2 separate regions of the Arachis hypogaea genome follow, and region 1 is linked to region 2. The links are chromatin contacts, called in public Hi-C maps. All regions are on one chromosome and are shown on one strand. The core of a region is the stretch at or near the end of the contact, and the rest is flanking DNA. Distances in the headings are between cores, read along the strand shown.

Region 1 (5,723 bases), core at 1,989-4,488, 310 kb after region 2:
GTTTATAAGAATAAGGAGATAGGAGTGGAACCCAATATGTATAATTTCACGAAACAATTGTGGAAAAGTATTGTGCCTCCACGGGTTGAGTTGCTGATGTGGTTTGTAATTTTGGAAAGATTGAATACTAGAGATAGATTATGTAAGTTTAAGATTGTTCTAGAAGCGGAGTCCTGTTTTGTCTTATGTAAGGATAGGTTGGAGATGGTACATCATTTATTTTTTTCATGTGATCACATATGGAAGTTATGGGGATCAATCTTGGTGGATTGGAGTGTGATTTGGGTTTGGCCAGGAACCACCAAAGAATGCTTTGAGGTGTGGATGGATAGAAAAATAAGGAAAGATATGAAGGAAGTATGGATGGTGTTATTTTTCTCTGTAATATGGTGCACATGGAAATGTAGAAATAACATTGTCTTTAATAATGGAGTGTTGGTATTAGAGAAGTTAAAGGAGGAAGTTGTCGAATGCACAAATCGATGGTGTCAAGATCGACAATTTAGGAGTATTTGATGTACTTATGAGTACAAATATCAAGTTTAAGGGGAATTAGAAGACATATGAAGTTGATTTTTGATGCATGATTTTCTGATCTATGGAAAAGGCAAATAAGTTTGCAGAGTAAAAGTTGGAAGGAGTATGATCATGATTTGATGTTGTATATTTGAGCAGGTTCATTTTGAAGGTCTTGAGAGGAGCTAAAATCATCATATTCTTTTGCTTCCTGTTTGCTGTTTAATGCTAGTTTTTATATTTTCTTTGTAATTGTTGCCCTGTTTTTGTTGCTGTTTTTTGGAACTACGCCAACTTTATTTGGAGTTGGGTGAAGATGTAATTATCTAAAAAAAAGTAACTAATAAGCTATATATATAATTATACTTGATTACCTAACTCTAAAATCTACCACTAATTGGTTTAACTAATATACAGCTCTCATATTTATATAATAGATTTAATAAATTTGTAATAAACTTTTAATATAAGAAGTAAAAATACTTTATACACCAACACAGTGCAACGTGAGAAACAAGATTGAGGTACATTATGAGAAGATTCAATAGCAGCTAGGATTAGGAATATTATCTTTGTTTTAAAGTATGGAGAGTGGAACTTACCAAAAAGAAAAAAAAAAGTATGGAGAGTGGGGCTTCATGGATGGGCAGGTTACCATATATATATTCCTTGTACCGGCAATATTGTTTGAATTAGACGGTGTTTGAGATTCACATCACTTTTCCTTTCCAAGACAGAACAAGAAGTTTGGTCTTGTGAAAGATGTAGTTGGTCTGAACTTTTATAGTCATTAATTATCTCAATTTTTTGTAAGATAGATATGTGGCGTGCTTCAAAAATTGTACCTAAAGTCTCCATTGGCATGTTTAGTGAGTGCCTAAGGAATCGAATAAAAACCCTAATAAGATTATGAAAGGTAATATGAGCGTAGACACAAAAGTGAAGCAAGTCATCTCATCACTTATCAGTTATCACATGCGGTACTCTGTTCTCTTTTGATTCTCCATCACTTTCACTTTATTAATTTTCTTTGTTAAGCTGGTAATTTGGTGGCCACAAGTAGTGAATTGTGTACTTTAGAGAAAAAGGTATTCTGTACACCATTTTGTACATTTACGTAGTTGATTAGTAGAAAAGATTATATGGCATATCAATGTTTTTTTTTTTTTTTTAATCTTTGTATTATTTAAGGTGATTATGGATTTATGGTGGTTATTTACATAAAAAAGTTATTTGGGCAATAACACACTAGTTTTAATGACGTGACAACAAATTAGATGGGAGTGGATCATCTCCAGTGAGAAAAAAACTGGATGGTATACAGTGTTCAATCTAACCATTCATTACTCTCTCTCTTATTTATTTCTGGTCCCACTCATAGAATCAAATGTGATAGATCACACTGTATTTTATCAATTGTTAAAAAAACTGGAGATGTATGAGTAATGCATGGAATAACTTAAATTTGAAGTGAACTTTTTTATTACATAATTTAATCATAATTTATTAATTATTAGAGAAAAAAAAAGTTAAAGTTCTTATATTTATTACATTCAAATAGTTTTATAACTTTTAATTCTAATAAATACTCTTTATATGACTATTTCCAAATGTAGTTTATTTTTCTGCTTTTATTTCTTGTTTTTTATTTATGTATATATTATTTTGAAAGAGTACTACGCTTAAAATTGAAACAAAAGATAATTTTAATAGAATTAAGATATACTTAACTTTAATGGAAATGGTAAATTGATTTTGAAACTTACAAAATCATGCTTTTTAATTTTATATATATATATATATATATATATATATATAATATAAAAGCAAGCATACTTTTAATAAATTGTGGTCGAATTCATATATCATGTACAAATATGGTAGAACTAGGATGGTGCAGAAATACAAAGTTACAAATAGCTTAACCACATACTACAACTACCGGTGGAGATAAGGTTCTTAATCGAGCTAGGATATACTTAAGAAAGTAAAGTGTATTCCTAATATGGAATAAGACTCAATGTTCCAAAATTTTTTTAAAAAATAAACATTCAATCCCAGACAAATTTTTATTTTTTAAAAATTTTTGAAAATTAATTTTATTGAATAGATTGGTTTTTTTCTGCCGTTTTGAAGAGCAAATAATTTGTCTTAGAGTGGTATTTTTTGAAAATTTAATTGTTTTATAATAAATTTTTTGAAAATTTTTTTTTATCCAATATGTACATTAAAAAATTAATTGAAAGTGACAAAGAAACTAATTTGTCTTACGAGAATAATTTTTAAAGATTTTTTGAGAATAAAAATTTGCCGAGGATTAAAATACCCGATCTGAATTTTTTGAGTATGAATTTAAATATTTACTCTTTTAAAAATGTTCAATGCAATTTGATTAATAAGTTTTATAACTCTAAACCACATTGGTCCCTTAGTCACTAATTCAATTAACAAAATGGCTAGCTGATACGACACACTAAAAAGTGAGTTAGTGAGACTCAATTTGGTTCCTCAATAGACTAAATTAATCCCAAGTCCACAAATAAAATAAAATAAAAAAAAACTAAATTAATCCATCAACAAATTGAATCTCACAAATTTAGTTTATCTCATTTTTTTTGGTCGTGGAGTTCATCTCAATTTAGATGTGATCGTATTTTAGTGCAATGGTTCATGGGTATCCGTTTGTTTATTTTTTATTTTTTGGGTCTTGGGTTTTTAAAAAGACTGTTGGGCCTCGCCCATTTAATAGGCATGCTTTATTGCTGGTTACTTACTCTCTGCCTTTGATATGTTCTATTAAGTTACAAGTTCGAAAAAAAATTGAATTGGTCATTGAACCTCTTTAGCTATTGATTCATTAGTTTATTGATTCAATCAATTTAATTATAGTTTAGTTAGAATAACTATTTTATAATAAAATAATAAATAAATACACTAAAATATAATTATAATCTAATATAAACTTTAAAATGTCATCTAAATAAAAATATTACATCATCCGTAATATTATAATCTCATGTAAATACAAACTCAATAATTAAATATCACAATCACAAGATCAAAAATAGCACTGCAATAACAGTAATTTATCAAATTAACAAATTCGAGAACATGAACTCAAATCAAAATAATTATTCAAATTAATAATTAGGCAAAAATATAACAACCTAACAATCACATAGCATCTCAACAATAATTTATCAAATTACTAAATTAACAAGATCAAGAACATGAACTTAGATCAGAATAATTGTTCAAATAAACAATTAGACAAAAATACAACAACGTAATAATCACAGGGTCAAAAAACAACACCTCAAGAATAATTTATCAAATTACCAAATTAATAATATCAATAACATGAACTTAAATCAGGATCACAACAATTAAAATAGCTAAAACCAAAAAAGAACAGCAACCTAAATACAAGTTTGTTTTTTCCCAAATATTAGAATAAGCTTGTGGTTGACTATCATTGGAATCAAGAGGATGAGAAGCTTCATTTGAACTAAGAGGATTATAGGCCAAATTTTTTGGATGCATTATTGTAACACCCTACTATACAGAGCTTTACATCTAGGACGTAAATCAGAGGTGGCGAGGCGCTACGACCTCTAAAAGTAAAAATACATAATATAATATAACCGAAGGAAATTGTAACTAGGAGCCTTGAAAGATAAGGTAATAAAAAACGAAACAGAAATCGCATCACTCACGATCGGATCAATGCATAAAGGTAGATAAGGTCAAACGGAAAAGGATAATACATATATATAAGATTAGAGTTTCAAAGATACAATTAACAAGCTCTTGGCTCGACCTGTGAAGCAAAGGCTGACGAGAGTATACATATACATATACATATATGTAACCCCAAAGAGTAATCCCAACACACAAGCTACAAACCTGTTTCTCCAAGTCAACCTCTAGGAGGGACAAAATGCAAAATATACATAGCGGATAATCTATATACATATATACATCAGCAAAATACAAACCCTAAAATCCAAAATAGTTCTTCACTTCCAAAGAGTCTTTAGAAAGCTCAAAGAGGTGCCTCTCAACCTGCATCTGAAAAATAACAACACGTATGGAATGAGAACTAGAGGTTATCAGCATGGTAAAGGTGCCCACATAGATAATATATAAGGTCCCAAGAAAGCCAGAGGCGATTCTAGAACTTTGATACTCAGATTTAAAACTGGAAACCATAAACAGGGTAGTTTGTCTAAGGCTCTTAACCCTAACTCAATTCTAACTTAATTCTAACTTATTCCCTTAGCATCTCGTCTTCTTTCAATCCCCCAAAACTCTGGTGGAACTGCTCTTGTTACTCCTCTGCCAAACGAGGGGCCTCTCAGTTGCACAAACATACAATGCAGAGAAAGAAATCACAAAAAGGATGCAGTTACAGCAAGAAAATCATATAGCAAGTAAGCATAGATATTCAAATAGGCAAACCAAGTAATGCAAACTCAAACAAGACAAACAAATGCATATGATGTATGCCTTTTCTACTGGCCGTGAGTTCACGTGTCAGACACACTCGGTAGCTAACCCGGATATCGTCTCTCTGACTTGCTCCACACTCTTGGGATATAGTGCCTGTTACAGTCTTGGAATATAGTACCTGCCATACTCATAGGATATAGTGCCTGCCGTATTTCCCAGGATAAAGTGTTCCCACACTCTTGGGATATAGCGTCCGCCACACTCTTGGGATATAGTTCCCACCACACTCTTGGGATATAGTGCCCGATACATTTCCCAGGGTAAAGTGCTCACACACTCTTGGGATATAGCACCCGCCACGTTCTTAGGATATAGTACCTGACACACTCATGGGATATAGTACCCGACACACTTTACAAATAGAGAAAAAACTTAAACATACTCAACATCAACAATCTCAATCAGGCCTCAATTATCATATTCATTCATTCAATATCTTTATGGCCAATATTCGTCAATTATAAAAATTTTCACACTTTCTAAATTAATCATAATCATTTAATCATCAATCATATTTCAATAATAATTCATCATTTCAATTAATCGGCATCATTTCAGCCTCAAACATCTCAGACTCAGCCTTCTATACTTTCTCAGCTCATTCAATATCAACTTAACTGTTATTCACCTCATATACATTTACAACTTCCTAACTCAAGTTCTTTTTTTCTCTACTTCCTCTATGGGTCTACTAT
Region 2 (6,341 bases), core at 1,476-3,975:
ATTTAAAATTTAGAGGATGCAAATTCATATTTAATTTATCTAAGTACGCTGAATTTGTTGTCACTTGTCAGTCAATTTTCTTCATTTCTTCTACCGGAAAAAAGTTAATTATGTATGCTATGTTCATTATCACTTCTTTTTAATCTCTTATAATGATTGCTTCCGAAAGTGTATTATAAATTTTATAAAATGAGAATATTGAAAACATTATACTAACAACGTATCGAATGTTCTAAAACTAAACTCGTACTCAAACAGTCAAACTACTACAACCAACATTTCATGCTCTCAGAATTAGAAAACAATTAATGCTATTGTAAAACCGTGTGTGATTAGAATTAAATCTTACTATAACTAAGTTAACAGTGTTGGAAACAATATATAATTAATTTGTACACGTTGTGGAAAACGTGGGAATAAAATTTATACTGATAACGATCTCAATATTATTCTCATTTCATTTGATACAATTTGATCATTGATTCTTTTTCCATCAAACATGGCATTTTATTTAGATTTTTCTGTAATTAAGAAGGGGAGAAAAAAAGTCAGGACAAGAAACTGGGTCGCTTGCTTCCTCTGACGTTTATTCCATTTTGGTCAGGTTGCATTGTGATATAAATTTCATATATAATCATAATTGTTAAAATCAAATCACCAAACAATCCAATCAAACGTTAGATAATTGGTAGAATGCTTTATTTTAAAATTTTAATTTAATTCATATAAAGAATTTTTTATTTCATTATTAGTAAGAAGATAGAGTTTTACTTGAAAATATCTATAAACGGTGTTTAATAGGAGGCTGAGAGCGCCATTTTGATAAAATAAGAATTCGCCTCTTTTGTATTATTTTTGACAATCTGCCACCCATAGAATGCTTTCATGGTCGACACGTGGCAATACGCCCTCTTTATATTGTGTTTTTTATATTTAAAAAAAGTTTATTTGGTTCTATAGTTTCGCAAAATTTTTAATTAGATCTCTATACTTTTTTTTTTAATTGAGTCCTTGCACTAATTTATTTTTTTAATTAGATCCCTACACTTTTTTTCTCTTTTATTTGAATCCTTACACCAATATTTTTTTTTAGTTGGGTTAATTAAGTCAATTACTATAAAGGAGGATCTAATTAAAAAAAATTGGTGTGAAGACCTAACTAAAAAAAAATATCAAAACCTAATGAAAAATTTTACAAAACTATAAAACTATAAAAACTAAGAGTAATTAAACCTTAAAAAAAATGTATCTAAAGCAATCTGTCTCGTAGAGATTGTTAACCCTAGAACCTTGCAAAACACCACAACATACAATAATAAAGCATTACACCAACAACGATTCAATATCCAAAAAATGAGCGAAAGAATAAAATGTCACAACTACCCTATCCATACATCTTCAGCTCTTCAAGATGGGTTCAAAACCCCTACTCTCTTGATATACTTGCGAGTTATTTTACAAGTGAATCCACCCTCACAAATAAATGGGGGCAAAGATAAAGATATATATTTGTCTTATTGGGATCCCCTAAATTTTTGCAAAAGGTGAAATTCATAAAATATTCTTGTATTTAAAAATTATTTTATATTATTTTATTGAAAACTATTTCTATTTTATTTTTTTTATTGTGTACATTGGTGATTTTATGTGCTTGAAAATTATGTTAAATTTATGTTTAAATTATGTTTTAATAATATGATAAATTTGATTGAATTGTATTAGATTAAATTATGATCGTAGTATTTTTTAAGTTTTAAAGATTAATATCTGTTTATGCCCTACTCCAATACTATGGTTCAGGCCTAAGTAAGCTAAAAAAGGCCCAATCCAAAGGTTGACCTTTACCGTTTACCGGACATCCTCAAAGAGGTCGGGTTCGACCTAAGCTGGCAAATAACACTTATTCAAATAAGTAGCTGCCTCATAAAATTTCTCGCCCACTTCTAGAAGAGATATCTCAACAACTCTGAGATAAAGGGACGGTTATCCACCTTCAGAAGTGGGACTACTCCAATGGTGGTTATTGGCACATCACCTATAAATACACTGACACCCCTCAAGTATCTCTAAGTTCCAATACTCTCTAAACTTGCTTACCCCCTTGCTAACTTAGGCATCAAAGTGCCACCCCCTCATTTTCTCACGTACATAACTCGGACGGCGGCTCCTAGACGTAAAGTAAGTTAGAGGCCACCTTCTTGTAACGTTTGGGCCTATCCTCCAAGCCCAATCCACCAATCTCAGGTTACCAATGTAACATTGGCACCGTTGCCGAGGACCTGGGAGATCAACTCATAATGGCGGACGACCAGAACGAGGACGGACACACTACATCGGAGTCTGAGGAAGAGCATCAAGATGCAGTCAACAATAATAGAGCCATAATATCTCTGCAAGGAGCGGATAGACAACATATAGAAGGTCCCTCAGGTGTGCAAGACTCAAGAAGAATCCCTCTGAAGTGCACGAACCAGAGAAGGAGGGACAACCTCACTCCGCCGATCTCATGGGGCTGCTACACGGCCACCAAGGGCGGCTAGAACAGCTGGAACAAGAATTGGAACGACAGCAAGAAGCGAAAAAAAACCTAGGGAGAGAGGTTGAGCGACGATAAGGGCTTAAAGAAAAGCTCTTAAAATTAGAATCCAATCTCCGAGGTAGGAGCTCTCGCGTTGACCGAGAAGATACCCCATTGGGAGGAGAAGATTCGTCCAGTGAAGACATCATGAGGGCAAAAGTCCCAAGGAACTTCAAAAGCCCTGACATGGATCTGTACGATGGGACTATCGACCCGAAACACCACCTCAACAACTTTAAGAATCAGATGTATCTAGCCGACGCCTCTGATGCTACCCACTGCAAAGCCTTTCCAACGACTTTGACAAAGACGGCGATGAAGTGGTTCGATAGCCTCCCCCCCAGGTCGGTCACCAGCTTCGACGACCTCTCGCGTAAATTTCTTATGCGATTTTCAATTCAAAAAGACAAAGTCAAGCATGCGCCTAGTCTACTGGGAGTAAAACAGGAGGTCGGAGAACTCCTGAGAGACTACATGGAGAGGTTCAACAAAGCATGCTTGAAAATTCAGGTTCTGCCCACGGAAGCAGTGATCATGGGCCTAGTAAATGGACTCCGAGAAGGACCATTCTCTCAGTCCATCTCGAAAAGACATCTGACTTCTTTAAGCGATGTACAAGAAAGAGCTGAAAAGTACATCAACACGGAGGAGAATGCCAGATTATGGGAACTGAGCTGGTGATCCAGGCACCCTCACTCATCAAGGGAGAAGGAGAGGGAACCCAAGAAGAAAGAAGAAGTTGGGTCTGAAAGGCCCAGAAGATATTATTCTTACACTCCCCTACGAGTTTCCCTAGTCGATATTTACAGAAAAATTTGTCACACTGAAAAGGTACCTCCCCCTTGGCCTATCAAGAACAAGAAGGGGGGAAGTTGTAGCGAATACTATGAATATCACAAGTTATATGGGCACTCTACCAATGATTGTGATAGAAAAGCTCGCCAGAGAAGGTCGGCTTGACAGATATCTCATGGAAAGGTCAGACAATCATGGAAAAAGGAAATGAGATGAGAAAGATCGGAGAGATCCGCCACTACGAACTCCGGAATGACATATATATATGATCTCAGGAGGGTTTCCTGGAGGAGAGGACTCAAAGTCATCTCGTAAAAGACATCTGAAGGAAGTTTACCAGGTCGGGAGAGAACTACCTGACCTCCCAACCATCTGTTTCATCAAAGAAGACAGGCAGGGTATTGTTTCCGAACATGACGATCCGGTGGTAATTACCATGATTCTCGCGAACGCTCATCTACACAGAACCCTAGTGGATCAGGGGAGCTCGGCAGACATCCTGTTCAAACCAGCATTTGACAAGTTGGGATTAGACGAAAAGGAGCTAAGGGCATACCTTGACACCCTCTTTGGACTGGGGGATACACCAATAAAACTACTGGGATTCATACCCCTACATACCACTTTTGGAAAGGGAATGAAATCCAAAACTCTAAGCATCGAATTTATTGTCGTCGATGTGGGCTTGGCCTATAATGCCTTGATAGCTAGAACGACCCTAAATCGGCTTGGAACAGTGGTATCTACCCCCCATCTTTGCATGAAATTCCCAACACCAGAGGAAATTACAACCGTCAGGGGAGATCAGAAGCTGGCGAGAAAGTGTTACAACAAAAGCCTAAACCTGAGGGGTAAAGGCAAGGAGGTGAAGACTATTGAGCTCGGAGGCATCTGAGTTAAGGAAGAATTGCGACCACAGCCCGGAAGAAAGACTGAAGAAGTACAGATCGGGCAAGAGGACGGGAAGACTACCAATATAGGAGCCAATTTGAAGCAGAAGCTGATAAGGCTCCTACAAGAAAATTTTGACTTCTTCGCCTAGAAAGCTTCCGACATGCTCGGGATAGATCCCGAGCTCATGACGCATAAATTGTCGATATATCCAGGGTCCCGACCTATCCAACAGAGAAGACAGAAGCTCGGTCCTGAACGGGCTCAAGTGGTCAAAGAACCAATACAAGCCCTCTTAGAGGCCGGCTTTATCAGAGAAGTCAAGTATCCAGCCTGGCTAGCAAATGTGGTGCTAGTAAAAAAGCAGAACGGCAAGTGGAGGATGTGCGTCGACTACACCGACTTGAATAAGGCGTGTCCAAAAGACCCATATCCTCTTCCAAATATTGATACCCTGGTAGACTCTAGCTCGGGATATCAATACTTGTCATTCATGGATGCGTACTCGAGATATAATCAAATCCCGATGTACAGACCAGATCCGGAAAAAACATCTTTTATCACTCCTAGAGCGAATTACTGCTATGTGGTCATGCCCTTCGGATTGAAAAATGCAGGAACCACATACCAAAGGTTGATGAACAAGGTGTTTGAACCTCACCTTGGGAGTTTAATGGAGGTATATGTGGATGACATGTTAATAAAAACCAAGGATGAGGCTAACCTCCCGACCGACCTCTCGCAAGTCTTCAACACCATAAGGACGTACGGGGCGAGATTGAATCCTTTAAAGTACACCTTTGCAGTGGAGGCTGGAAAATTTCTAGGGTTTATGCTAACACAAATAGGGATTGAAGCTAACCCCAATAAGTGTAGAGCAGTTCTGGAAATGAAGAGCCCGACCTGTTTAAGGGAGGTCAAGCAGTTGAATAGCCGACTTGCAACTCTCTCCAGATTTCTAGCAGGATCAGCATTGAGATCCCTACCACTTTTTTTCCTACTAAGAAAAGGATGCCAGTTCGAATGGACTCCTGAATGCAAGAAGCTTTCTAGGAGTTCAAAAGATTTTTGAGCCAACCTCCCGTTCTGACTCGACTCAAAATCGGGGAATAACTCGTCCTATATTTATCTGTAGTTGAAAAGGCGATGGCGTCAGCATTGATACGGGAGGATGAGGTCGGACATCATCCTGTATACTTTACTAGCAAAGTTCTACAAGGCCCCGAGTTAAGATACCAAAAACTCGAGAAGTTTGCGTATGCCTTAATAGTGGCATGTCGAAGGTTACGGCCTTATTTTCAAACTCATACAATAAAAGTTCGAATGAACCAACTCATGAAGAAAATTCTTCTAAAAATAGACATTACGGGCAGAATGGTTCAATGGGCTATAAAACTATCCGAGTTTGACCTAAAGAATGAAACTCGGATAGCAATTAAAGCCCAGTGCCTGACCGACTTCATGGCGAAAAATACAAGAGATCAAGAGGAGGCCTCCACAACTTGGGAGTTGTATGTGGACGGCTCTTCCAATAAAGTCGAAAGTGGCGCATTCATAATACTGGTCAACTAAGAAGGAACCCAAATGGAAGTCTCCTTGAAATTTGAATTTCCAGCCTTCAACAATCAGGTAGAATATGAATCCTTGATTGTCGGGTTGAAGCTAGCAGAAGAAGTCAGTGCAACTAAAGTAATGGTCTTTAGTGACTCTCAAGTGGTGACTTCTCAAATCAACGGAGAGTATCAGGCTAAAGACCCTAATATGAAAAGGTACTTAGACAAAACTTTGGAGTATCTTAGGCGATTCTCAGAGACCGAGGTCAAACACATAACTCGGGATCTTAACAGCAGAGCAGATGCCCTCTCCAAGTTAGCAAGTACCAAGCCAGGGGAAAATAACAGAAGCCTGATCCAGAAAACTCTCTAAGAGCCCTCTGTCACAAAAACAGAGGCTAAACAAGATGTCTTAGAGGTATCCAGCTTGGACCTTGGGTGGATGACCCCATTAATCGAATACATAAAGTTCGACACCCTACCCAAAGAAGAAAAAGAAGCCAAGAAAATCCGAAGGGAGGCAC

Evidence for each region. A called contact is a pair of places that touch in the nucleus more often than the background predicts.
Region 1: a Hi-C map of an unstated tissue shows a contact between it and region 2, with 5 times the contacts expected there. The contact joins the enhancer-like site here to the promoter of LOC140180588 in region 2. A contact is called at or near these places in 3 of 8 Hi-C or Micro-C datasets (leaf and an unstated tissue).

The regions. Positions count from the first base shown.
Region 1 is chr17:42,858,848-42,864,570 of arahy.Tifrunner.gnm2.J5K5, forward strand. No RefSeq gene overlaps it. Among protein-coding and RNA genes, the nearest start is that of LOC112764509, 24 kb to the left of the region's middle. Within about 2 kb of position 3,239, at least 1 of the 3 cell types and tissues checked has open chromatin away from gene starts, as enhancers often do.
Region 2 is chr17:42,544,697-42,551,037 of arahy.Tifrunner.gnm2.J5K5, forward strand. LOC140180588 reads left to right here and starts at 2,726. Exons shown (of 1, transcript XM_072221833.1): 1 at 2,726-3,259. The coding sequence starts at 2,726. The coding sequence ends at 3,259.